Regions from separate parts of the Sus scrofa genome. Here all the other regions are linked to region 1. A link is a contact called in public HiChIP or PLAC-seq data. All regions are on one chromosome and are shown on one strand. Each heading gives the region's core, a stretch centred on a gene start, on an enhancer-like site or on the middle of the called end of the contact. The rest is flanking DNA. Distances are from core to core; before and after follow the strand shown.

The links. HiChIP or PLAC-seq counts read pairs in DNA pulled down with a chosen protein or histone mark.
Region 2: a contact with region 1 is called in an H3K27ac HiChIP or PLAC-seq map of alveolar macrophages. The contact joins two enhancer-like sites. A contact is called at or near these places in 2 of 47 Hi-C or Micro-C datasets (embryonic fibroblasts and mesenchymal stem cells) and 1 of 2 datasets of contacts at active chromatin or transcription factors (alveolar macrophages).
Region 3: a contact with region 1 is called in an H3K27ac HiChIP or PLAC-seq map of alveolar macrophages. The contact joins two enhancer-like sites.

What each region holds. Positions count from the first base shown.
Region 1 is chr1:98,266,827-98,270,735 of Sscrofa11.1, reverse strand. All of the region lies in intron 6 of CTIF (CBP80/20-dependent translation initiation factor), which reads right to left. Among named protein-coding and RNA genes, the nearest start is that of TRNAD-GUC, 40 kb to the right of the region's middle. Within about 2 kb of position 1,320, at least 9 of the 83 cell types and tissues checked have an H3K27ac peak or open chromatin away from gene starts, as enhancers often do. A contact at or near this core is called in alveolar macrophages, where this site is marked.
Region 2 is chr1:98,642,809-98,646,826 of Sscrofa11.1, reverse strand. DYM (dymeclin) reads left to right here. Exons shown (of 17, transcript XM_021092922.1): 17 at 3,531-4,018. The coding sequence ends at 3,680. Among named protein-coding and RNA genes, the nearest start is that of SMAD7, 100 kb to the right of the region's middle. Within about 2 kb of position 2,571, at least 10 of the 83 cell types and tissues checked have an H3K27ac peak or open chromatin away from gene starts, as enhancers often do. A contact at or near this core is called in alveolar macrophages, where this site is marked.
Region 3 is chr1:98,768,833-98,772,612 of Sscrofa11.1, reverse strand. All of the region lies in intron 14 of DYM (dymeclin), which reads left to right. Among named protein-coding and RNA genes, the nearest start is that of SMAD7, 230 kb to the right of the region's middle. Within about 2 kb of position 2,527, at least 2 of the 83 cell types and tissues checked have an H3K27ac peak or open chromatin away from gene starts, as enhancers often do. A contact at or near this core is called in alveolar macrophages, where this site is marked.

The DNA.
Region 1 (3,909 bases), core at 71-2,570:
TGTAAGCCATGAGATTTGGGGCCACGTATTTGATCTCAGTTTTCTTGTCCGCATGCTGACGATAAGACTAGTATCTACACTTTACAGGGCAGTTATGAGAATTCAGAAAGGACATGTGCAGACACGTAGCTCGGACGGTGTCCCCATGTGAAGGAGGCACAGGTTCTGGATGGGGTGGGGGGTGGGTGGGACAGGGACACTAGGAGTGAGTCCACTTACAGGAACAAGTGGTTCTCCTGTCATTCACCCAATATTTAAGGAGCACTGTATGAGCCCTCAGAGAATGGGACTTTCCAGTGGGAGAATGCAGACCACAAAAATAAATAAAGCATGTGTGATGCGTTCCACGAAGAGAAATAAAGGTGGGGGGTGAGGAGTACAGAACAGGGAGTTCAGGAGGCCTTACTAAGAAGGTGACATTGGACCAGAGACAACACGGTCTGTAAAAAGAGATCAGTAACGGCACACACTTCACAGACATGATGCAGCAATAGGTAAGATAAGAAAGAGAAAGCCCCTCACAGTTCCTGGAACCTAGAAGGCCAGTGTCTGCATGGCAATACAGTCATTGCTAGATACTCATTATGGGGACATCAGGAGAATGGCATGTCCTGGTTCACTGGAAAGGCAGTGGCCCCTGCATTTAAACTCAGTCCATCAAAACCAACCTTATGGTTTCTACAGGTGAAACTGCTGGGGGGAGGGAAGAATTGGGAGGGTGGGAATAACACATACACAATATATACTCACTGACTAATGAGAACCTACTCTATAACCCAGGAAAATCTACTCAATAGTTTGTAATAACTAGTATGGGAAAAAAGAATGGCTATATTTCTATGTGTGACTGACTCACTTGGCTGTACACCTGGAACTAATACAACATTCTAAGTTAGCTATACTGCAATAAAATAAAAATATAAATAAAAAAAAAACCACCTCAGTCCATCATGGCTAAGACCATACCTGGTCTACAGAAAGGTGCCCAGTCAATCCTGGTGGACTCAACCAATGAAGTCACACCCCGTGGGACCAAGAAGGGACATGAAGCAGAACTTGCGGACAAGGAACGGCCTGGGCTAGTGAGGTGGGACTTAGTTTTTACATGACTTTGCTCCTTGGCATCTCAGAATATTTTAATAATCCTTATGTCTGTGAGTTAGCATATCCTGGAAGTTTCCAGAAGACTTGGCAACAGAGCTGGCATAGCTCTAGGGAACAATAAAGTCACTCCTTCCAATCTGAAGGGCTGGGAACCAGGCTTTCAGTAGCTTCAGTCCAGTGTGGGGCAGCCCCTTCCCACCAACCCTGAGTTCACACTGCAACAGCACCACCTGCTGGAGGAACAGGGCTGCTCCCTCATTTTTATTCCTTCAAGCACTCAGTGGCTTCGTGGGTGGGGGAGTGCAGCCTGGACATCATTTTGGAGGGGAGTGATTTTCATTCTGAAAGCTCATTTGTCCCTCATATTCTTGGGGGCTTGGGGTGGTTCTCATCCTGTCTTTATTCGGGCCAAGCAGGTAAATGGGGTGATTAACCCCAAGTCTCACTTGCCCCCCTGTCAGCTGGTCTCCTGTCCTCTCCTGGGTCCTGTGTGAAGAGAGCGCTTGGACACGCTGGTATGAGGTGGCATGAGGTCAGAAATCCCACTTTACCTTTCCTGGGTTTTCCGGGCCCCTTCGTGGAGAGGGCCTTGGGCATATCCATGAGGCCAGAAATCCCACCTGACTCAGTGATGTTTCTGGTCCAGTGGGTGCACCAGGTCGACCTCACAAGAATGGGTCTACACATTCTGTACTTCACTCAACTAGGTCACTCACCAGAGGATCAGAGCAAAACGGGCCTGCCCAGGTCAGGGTGAGCTCAGAATTAACTGCAGACAGACAGAGAATTTAGTTTCAACATTTCCTAACAGGAAGGCAAAAGGGGAAATAAGTTCCTCTGGTCAGACAAAAGACAGCAGAGGGAACATTTGTCTGACAAGAGAATTCAAAGAGAAATGATCAAAATGTGTCCTTTTCGAAAGCCTGGGGCAAGACACAGGATAATTCAAAAACAGTGTCTTTCAACTGGGGTTTTGTTTAAGATGCAGAAGCCTCCAGCGCTGTGTGGGGAAGAGAAGACAGTATTTCTGCAGAGCCCTGAGGCTATGTGGCTCCTGAGCTTTGGTAAGCTGAGGAGATGCTGAGGAGAAATTGTTCAAGTCACCACACCAGAGGGGGAAGGAGCCTGGTGGGGTGATGTCTGGGCTGGAGGTTTGGGGACGGAGGAGAGGGGAGGGGAGTGCAAGGAGGGGCGGGAACCCATCTCATTCTACTCCTTTGCCCTCACACGGTCAAGTTTGTGGAGTGCCATCCCTCCCCTCAGCACAGCTTCTACCTAACCTTCTGAGGGCAGAAGCCAACACTCTGCAACCCCCCAAGCCCATACCAATGGGTGCCTTCCTGCAGGCCCAGGTGCGGCCGTCTAGTAGGGGGATGGCCACCAGCACCCCTCACTCCATCAGCAAGCACCCTCCTTGTCTGCAGCTGATAGAGGCTCAACCTCCCCGGGGCTGCCCCATGTTCCCAGGAGTCTGAGGATTGGAGGGGTGCAGAGGGTCCCCTGGAGGAATGTCAGGCTGTGCACAGCAGAGACATGTTGACCAAACAGGTGCTCTCCGTCACCTGCCTGGCCGCTTCCTTCACTGTCTCTTCCCCTCGCTTGTTGTGGAAAGAAGGGCCTGAGTCTGGAGGGTCTGGGTCATTTGGGGGACAGAGTTAAGCACCATACTTGTATGCTGAGCATGAATGAGACAAGGACAACTTTGGCGACTGGGGACCAGCTGCAACACGCCTGTGAAGCCTCCAGAACGGCACGCTGGCGCCCTCTAGTGGGAGCAGATCACAGAGCAGCCATCTGTCCTCCCGCCTTGGCACCAGGCACACCTGACCCTGGGGCCACACTGGGAGCAGGATTACAATTGATGGGGACTGGAATGTTTACATCACTGCCAACCCCCTTCCACAGTTCACAATAGAGATGCCAAAAGTGCAAGTGGAACCCCCAGGACTCCTTGCTAAGCCCAGCTCCATGGGTCTCAGCTTCCTCCCTCACCTCTGGCTGCACCCCTGCGATGGATGTCCTCCTGAATCCATGTCACCATGCTCAAGCCCTCCAGCACACCCCCCCCACCTTGCTCCTGAGGCGGCCAAGTGCTTGTGGATGCTAAGATCTGGCCGCTGGCTGTCCGCCCAGCTCATCTGCTCCTCTCCCTCAGCTATCACCACAGAGAGGGACAGTCACCTTCCCTATCATCAGCCTTTACTAACCAACTAAATGCCTTTTATGGGTGGAGAACTCTGCCCAGCAGATGTGGGCACCTACTGTCACCCTGCTGCCCCAGGTTCTTGGTTCTGTCCAGGGGCCTGAATCCCAGCTCCTGGATCCAGGGCTCACTGTGCAAATACAACCAGGTGGGACCATCAGTGATAGAGTCTTCAGCTTTGTTTATTATTATTACTTTTTCTTTTTAGGGCTGCACCTGTGGCGTATGCTAGGGATCAAATAGGAGCTGCAGCTGCCAGCCTACAATACAGCCGCAGCAACACCCAGATTGGAGCTGCACCTGCAGCCTATGCTAGAGCTCACAGCAATGCCAGATCCTTAACCCGCTGAGCGAAGCTAGAGATCAAACTTGCAACCTCATGGACACTAGTCCGGTTCTTAACCTGCTGAGCTACAACAGAAACAAATGCTTTGGCCCAGAAGTGTCACTTGGACTCACAGCCCACTGGCAAGTCTTCCCCTTTAGCTGGGAGGAGGGGGTGGTGGACAGGCACCCAAATGACCTCAGGCTGAGGCCCTTCCACTGAGGACCACTCACTGTGCCGTGTGCCCATGTGTGTGTGATCCCCCAGTGAGAGACAG
Region 2 (4,018 bases), core at 1,322-3,821, 370 kb before region 1:
ACAGGGTGAGAGGTTTTCTGAAGTTGAGGCCATTCCAAGAACCAAGACTTCCATCTTCGTTATTAGGGGGTAAAATTCTTTTCGTCTTCAAACGCGGTCCCTCATCAGTTGACATCATTGTGGGTTTGGTAATTTTTCAAGGACCCAGTAGGGTGCTGGGTTCTGTCCACACAATGAAAGAGCATAGAACAAACCCCAAAGGGCTCCTCGGAGCCTAGGAGAATTAGATTTTAGGACAAAGCGCTGGGGTGGTTACAACAATGGCGTCTTTCCAAACTGACTTTCCCACCCAGTCAGACCCAGACGTCAATCCTGACTCCACCCCACAGACTGTATGACTAGAACCAGCACTTAGCTGCTCCAGGCCCCACTTCACCTTCTGTCAGTGATATTGGCCACATCAGCCTCGGCAGGACACCATAATAACTGACCATGATGTGCGTGGGGACCTTCCAGACCAACCTGGAAGCTGCTTGCCACACCTTCTTGCTACAAATGCATGGAAAAAGAAAGTTACTGTGTTGGTGCCTGTCAGACCCCTGATTCCATGGCGAAGACATTGCCACCTCTGAGAACTCTGTCCCCATACCTGAGAACCTCATTCCAGGCCGAAAGCAGCACAGAGCACATGAGAAGGCTCATCAAGGATGCCCCAGGCCCCCAGAGACCACCCAGCTGCTGAGCGGTTGTGGTGCACCCACGCGGGCTTCGAGAGGACTTAGTGAATAGATGGCAAGGGAGTGGAATGCCAGTCAGATCACTGAGTGCCAGAAATAGGGCCATGTCCCTTAGCTGATCACTGTCAGTCAGACTGACCCCACAAGCCCAGTAGGAAGAGTCATCCTCCCCTCCACACTGTTGTCAGCGTTGCCATCAGCGCACACAGACACACTTAGCCTATGCCGACAATAATGAAGAACTGAGTCAACACACTGAGGGTCTGAAAAGGCTTGGGTTTTCACTAAATCTGAGTGGTTCTGCAAAGTATGGAGCAGATAGAGTATGAAGGAGGATATCGGGGTAGGTAACTTATGCTAGAGGTCGGCCCACCTGTAAAACTCCTTGCTGGAGTTCCCGTTGTGGCTCAGTGGTTAACGAATCCGACTAGGAACCATGAGGTTGCGGGTTTGGTCCCTGGCCTTGCTCAGTGGGTTAACGATCCGCTGCCATGAGTTGTGGTGTAGGTCGCAGACGCGGCTTGGATCTCATGTTGCTGTGGCTCTGGCGTAGGCCAGCCACTACAGCTCAGATTCGACCCCTAGCCTGGGAATCTCCATATGCCATGGGAGCGGCTCAAGAAAAGACAAAAAGACAAAAAGACCAAAAAAAAAAACAACTCCTTGCTGTATATTCTGTATCTACTGATGCCCTGGGAGCGTGGAATAGAGTTGGTTTTCATTAAAGTCGTAATAAATGGGGACTGTGCTGTCTGTGGTATGTTGAAGTAACATCCATGACCAGAGGAGCCTCCTTTTTCATGAATCCCTGTACCTTTTTCAGGATTTAACTCAAAACTCACCTTGCCGCAAAGCATTTCCTGCTCAACTCAGCCCCCACTCATCATTCTCGAACTCTCAGGATCCAGCACTTAAATGTTCAGTCTTAATCATTACGAATGTTGTTTTGTTTTTTGGTTTGGGGTTTGTTTTTTTAAGTATAGGTGATGTACAGTGTCCTGTCAATTATTGCTGTACAGCAAAGTGACTCAGTTACACATATACGTACATTCTTTTTCTCACATTATCCTCCATCATGTTCCATCACGTGACTACATATACCTCCCTGTGCTGTACAGCAGAATGTCACTGCTTATCCACTCTGAATGCAATAGTGTGAACTACCAACCCCCAACGCCCAGGGCATCCCAGTCCCTCCCCCTCCCCCATGGCAACCATAAGTCTGTTCTCCATGTCCGTGAGTTTGGGGTTTTTTTCTGTAGATAAGCAGATGTTGTTTTAAGAACCTTTAAACCTGTGTGTGTATGTAGCTCCCCTACTCCCTCCACCACCACCCTCCTTTCTGTTTAAAATCTTTTAAATCCACCCAACTAGTGTCCTTTTAGCTCCGGCCTGTTTGCTCCTCACCTGGCCCAGGCCCCACCCCTGCTGGGTGCCCCCCAGTTCTCCCCTCTGTGATCCAGTCCCTGCTCAGAGCCAGTCCCATCGGGCCCCTTTCTGAGACCTTTCGGATGCTTCTGGGACCTTCGCGCAGCGAGCTGGATTCTTCCTGCAGCTCCGTCCTCCACTGTGGGCCCTGCTCACCGGGACTTACTCTGCCCCCCAGTGTAAAGCACCTCATGCCTTCCTTCCGTACTGCTCCCTCAGGAGGAACACGCTTCCCTCTTCACCTGGCTGCCTCCTCCACCACCAGGCCTCTGGAGCCTCCTGTCCTTCCCTTCTCACTTCTCGGTGATCATTGTTTTGCTGTTGCTACTGCTGTTTCCTTTGTCTCTGCTCCACAAGGACGCTCGTCCGAGAGGACAGGAACTGTGTGGAGCTGCTGGCCCTGCATCCCCGGGTCCTGGTGCTCAGCCCCCACCTGTGCTGAGGAGCAGACGCTCAGCCAGTGTAGGAATGAATAAGAGGGATTGAGCAAGATGCCTTACGTGAAGTGGTTACCCTTGTGCCTGGGACGTAGTTGAGCCTTAGATGGTTGATTGCTTCATTCTGCAAGTTATTTACTAAGTGTCCGGCCACTCTCTGTCGGGATACAGCAGCAGACACAGTGGATGTAGAAATCTCTGCCCTCGTGGGCCACGCGTTCATGGGAGTGTTTCCCCTTCGCCCTCTGCCAGCTCTCTCCCTCCGCTGTTGCCTGCTTCTCCCCAGCCCCCTACCCCTGCCACCATCACCAAACTGCAGCCTCTCCTGCCAGAGTCACCTTGGCCAGGGAAGCGGTGGGTGGGGCTTTTAGCTGAATCCTGGGCTCCTCGGGCTGCGGAGAGGAGAATCACCTCCTCTGCCCTGGCGGGAATATGTAGATCGGGAGTAGAACGAGAACAAAATCAAAAGCCCAATGAAAGTGCTACTTACTAGACCTGGGAACTGCACATGCTGTCTCTGCAGAGCAGCGACTAAGCCTTCCCTGCGCCTCAGGCACAGGTCCCCTCCACAAAGCAGGGGCGACCCACAGCACTGCTGGCCCTCTGTGCTCACCGCCCGCCCTCAGGGTCAAGGCCAAGGAGTTCTGAGGGGAACTTCAGCCAGAGGAAGGTGTCTCAGGAAGACCCAGTGGGCGGCGGTGTGCAGGAGACAGTCTTGCTCAAACACTGCCCGCTGTTTCCCACTCTGGCGTTTCTCACCCCGCCTTGTCCACTGTTCTGGTCCCTGCTCCTCTCAGCACATGGTCACCCCTGACCAGGGCCAGTGGGGTTGTGTGCCCTCCCTACAGGTGACTCACACGCCCCCGGAGCGGCAAGCTGGATCTTGTGTCCCTGGGGCTCTCAGGCCCTCTGACCCCTCAGAGGAGGTATAAACTGCTCCTTTTCATGGGACTATGGGATTGACCAAATTGTCTTGTTTTCGTTACAGAAATTTCCAGAACTGAAATTCAAATATGTGGAAGAGGAGCAGCCCGAGGAGTTTTTTATCCCCTACGTTTGGTCCCTGGTGTACAACACAGCAGTAGGCCTATACTGGAACCCGCAGGACATCCAGCTGTTCACCATGGATTCCGACTGAGGGCGGGACGCTGCCTCCCAGCCTGACCCCCTCCAGCCAAGCAGCTCTTCTAGTGATGTTTTTCTGGGGAACAGAGGTAGACAGAGTCCCTGGCGTGTCTTCCATTGAGGAGGATCACACTGGCGTGTTTCCCTTGCACACTCGGGTTTGCAGAATTGGTGCCAGTTGGCAGTAGATCACTCAGTTTAGATGATAGCGTGGGGGGTGGGGGCACAGAACAATAATAAATGTAAAAACCTGCCGTTTCACATGCAATTTTATTTCTAAACCAAAAATCATGAGCTTTTCTAGAAACCTGATGCCTTAGGCATGTAACACTTTACCAACACATACTTTTT
Region 3 (3,780 bases), core at 1,278-3,777, 500 kb before region 1:
CCCTGGCCTTGCTCAGTGGATTAAGGATCCCGTGTTGCCATAGGCTGCGAGGTAGGTCGCGCACACAGCTCGGATCTGGCATTGCTATGGCTGTGTCATAAGCCGGCAGCTGTAGCTCTGATTAGACTCCTAGCCTGGGAACCTCCATATGCCACAGGTGCGGCCCTAAAAAGACAGAGAAAAAAAAGCAAAAACTTGAAGACAATTATTGGAGTTCCTGCTGTGGTGCAGTTGGTTAAAAATCTCGATTTCAGTCCCTGGCCCAAGAACTTCCATATGATGCAGGTGCAGTCATTTAAAATATATATATATATATTTCTTAAATGTGTCGCCATATCTAAGAAGTTTGAAACTACGAAATTTGTCACTGTTAAAACAGTTCCTTTTAGATGTTGTCTTTTTTTTTTTTTTTTTTTTTCATTTTAGGGCCACACCTGAAGCATATGGAAGTTCCCAAGCTAGGGGTCGAATCTGAGCTGCAGCTGCTGGCCCATGCCACAGCCACAGCAATGCCGGATCCGAGCCATGTCTGCAGCCTACACCACAGCTCATGGCAATGCCAGTTCCTTAACCCACTGAGCAAGGCCAGGGATTGAACCCACATCCTCATGGATGCTTGTCATATTCTTAACCCACTGTGCCTCAATGGGAACTCCTAGATGTTGTCATTTTTGAAGAAATTGTTCTGGGGTATTTATCCCAGTGATGGCGACATTAATCAGAAATATTGCTTAAAACTTTGATTTTGAGAGTTACTACTGTGGCGCAGTGGGTTAATGATCCAGCTTGTCTCTGTAGAGGTGCTGGTTTGATCTCCAGCCCAGTGCAGTATGTTAAAGGACCTGGTGTTGCTGTAGCTGTGGTAGGTAGGTCGCATTTCCACCTGTGATTCTATCCCTGGCCTGGGAACTTCTATATGTCACAGGAGCAGCAAAAAAAGGAAACAAAACAAAACTTTGATTTTTGGGATTATTTTAACATGATGTGAGGTAAAAATGAAGACGGCATAGCACATACACACCTATGGGGGTTCTAAAAGGCTATTTAAAACAAATGCATGAGGAGTTCCTGCTGTGGCTCAGTGGTAACAAACCTAACCCTAATCCATGAGGGTGTGGGTTTGATCCTTGGCCCCACTCAGTGAGTTAAGGATCCGGTGTTGCCATGAGCTGCAGCGTAGGTCACAGACACAGCTTGGATCCTGTGTTGCTGTGTCTGTAGCATAGGCCGGCAGCTGCAGTTCTGATTGGATCTCTAGCCTGTAAACTTCCATAGTGGCCCTTAAAAAAAAAAAGAAAAAAAAGAAAAAAAAAACCTACAAAAAACAAATGCACAACTAAAATACAATCCAAAAATGACAGATTTTATAAGAGAGCTATAACCAAACTTGTGGCATCTTGGAAGAGGGAGAGAACAACTTTGGGGAAGGTGAAGAGGAATTATTTTTATTGAAAGGAGTTGAAATTTGAGCTGGGTGGTATTTTTAAAAGGAGACATTAAGGCTGGAAAACATTCCAGGGGTTATGCTTTTTGAACAAGGGTATAGACGTGAAAACATCACATTATTGCCACTGGGTTTCACATGTCCAGCACGGTGTCTGGCATGTGTAATAGGTGCTCAAGAACTATTTGTTACCCCTTTCTCATACCATACACAAAAATTAACTTAAAATGGGCCATACACCTAAATGTAGAGATAAAATTGTAAAACCTTTAGAAGAAAATATAGAAGTAAATCTTTAAAACTTTGGGTTAGACAAAGACTTCATAGATGATACCAAAAACACAAGCAACGAAAGGATACATAAATTGAACTTCATCAAAATTTAAAACTTGTGCCTCAAAGGACCATTAAGAAAGTAAAAATACAATCCAGAGAATAGGGGGAAAAATACTCGCAAATCTTACATCTGATAAGAGGCTAGTATTCAGAACATGTAGAGAACCCTTAGAGGTCAATTATAAAAAGACAGTCCAGTTTTTAAATATTTTGTAGCTTGGTTCTTTTGTAGCTGTCTGGCCTTGGGCAGGTCATTTTGCCTCTCTGGGGCCTCAGTTGCCTCATATGTAAGATGGGAGTAACAGTAGAACCTACTACCCAGAGTTGTTGTGAAGATTAAATAATGAGGAGTTTACTTCATGGCTTAGTGGGTTAAGAACTGGATGTAGTGTCTGTGAGAATTCAGCTTCAATTGCTATCCTTGCTCAGTGGGTGAAGGATCCGGCATTGCCACAAGCTGCAGATAGGTCACAAATGTGGCTCAGATCTGGTGTTGCTGTGGTTGTGGTATAGGCCAGCAGCTGCAGCTCTGATTAGACCCCTATCCCAGGAACAGGTGTGGCCATAAAAAGAAAAAAAAAAAAAAAAAAAGATTAAGTAATGAGTCCGGGTAGGGTCCTTGGCATACAGCATACTTATTAAGTGTCAGCTTCTACAATTATGCTGGCAGCTCCTGTGTGGAAGAGACATTCTAGAACCACAGGAAGTAGTTCAGAGGATGGAGATGTGTCTGTGCCCCCTGGTGACAGGGAGAGCTTCCTGCAGGAGGAGAGATGTGACATCAGTGGAGAGGGAGGAATAACAGAGGCACCCTTAGCTGACACAGATAAGCAGCAGCATCAAAGGCATGTCTAACCTTTTTTGGCATCAAGGGATGAATCTCAGCCCCAAAGATGGACCTTCACTTCCCATCGTGCTCCCTGACTTTAGAATTACCGGAGCTGGATATGTTCCAGAGGCCCTAAAATGAACCAAACCAGAATGACCACCAAGAGCAAAGGAATGAGTTATATTGCCATCTGTCTAGTCATTCAGCTATCTTTCCTGAGTGCCAGGCATGGGCCTGGCACTTGGGTAAGTCAGTGACTAGCTGGATCCTTAGCAAACTCATTTCCTCTCCTTGATTACACAGCCAAGCAACATTTTCCAATATCCTTGCATCTTGCTGGGGGTATCTGACAAGCTCTAGCCAGTGGAATGTAGGTGGAAGTGATCTTTCACCACTTCTCTCCCTTCATCTTCCTCCAGCTAGATGCAGGAAATCCAGTGGGAGGTTGCAGGATCCCAGGGGATGGATGACAGTGTCTGGACCCCTGAATCATCTTATAGAAGGCAAACTGAGTACCCTGCTGGACTGTGATTCAAATGAGCCATAAAGTGTTCACTACATTTTTTTAAATGGGCAAAAGGTCTGAATAGACATTTCTCCAAAGAAGACTTACAAGTGACCAATAAGCACATCCAAAGATGCTCAACATCATTAGCCATTAGGGAAATGCACATCACAACTACAAAGAAGTTCACATTCATTAATCAAAAAGACAGATTATCACAAGTGTTGGTCAGAGGGAGGAGAAATTAGAACTTCATACAACTCTTGGTGAGCATGTAAAATTGCATGGCTGCTTTGGAAAATAATACACAGTTCCTCAAAAGGCCAAAAATATAGAATAACCATATGACCCAGCATAGGGTAATTAATAAACCCAAAGAACTGGAAACATAAGTCCACACATACATGTGAATGTCCTTAGCACCTTTATGCACAATAGCCAAAAAATGGCAATGACCCAAATGTTCATCCACTGGTAAATGGATAGATGTGTATATCCATACGGTGGAATATTATTTGACAATAAAAAGGAATGGAGTCCTAATATGTGCTTCAGCATGGAGAAACCTTGGGAGCACGCCAAGTGGAGGAAACCATGACAGAGGCCATGTTTCATTTGTATGAAATGTCCATAGAAGCCGAATCTAAGGAGGTAGATAGATAGTGA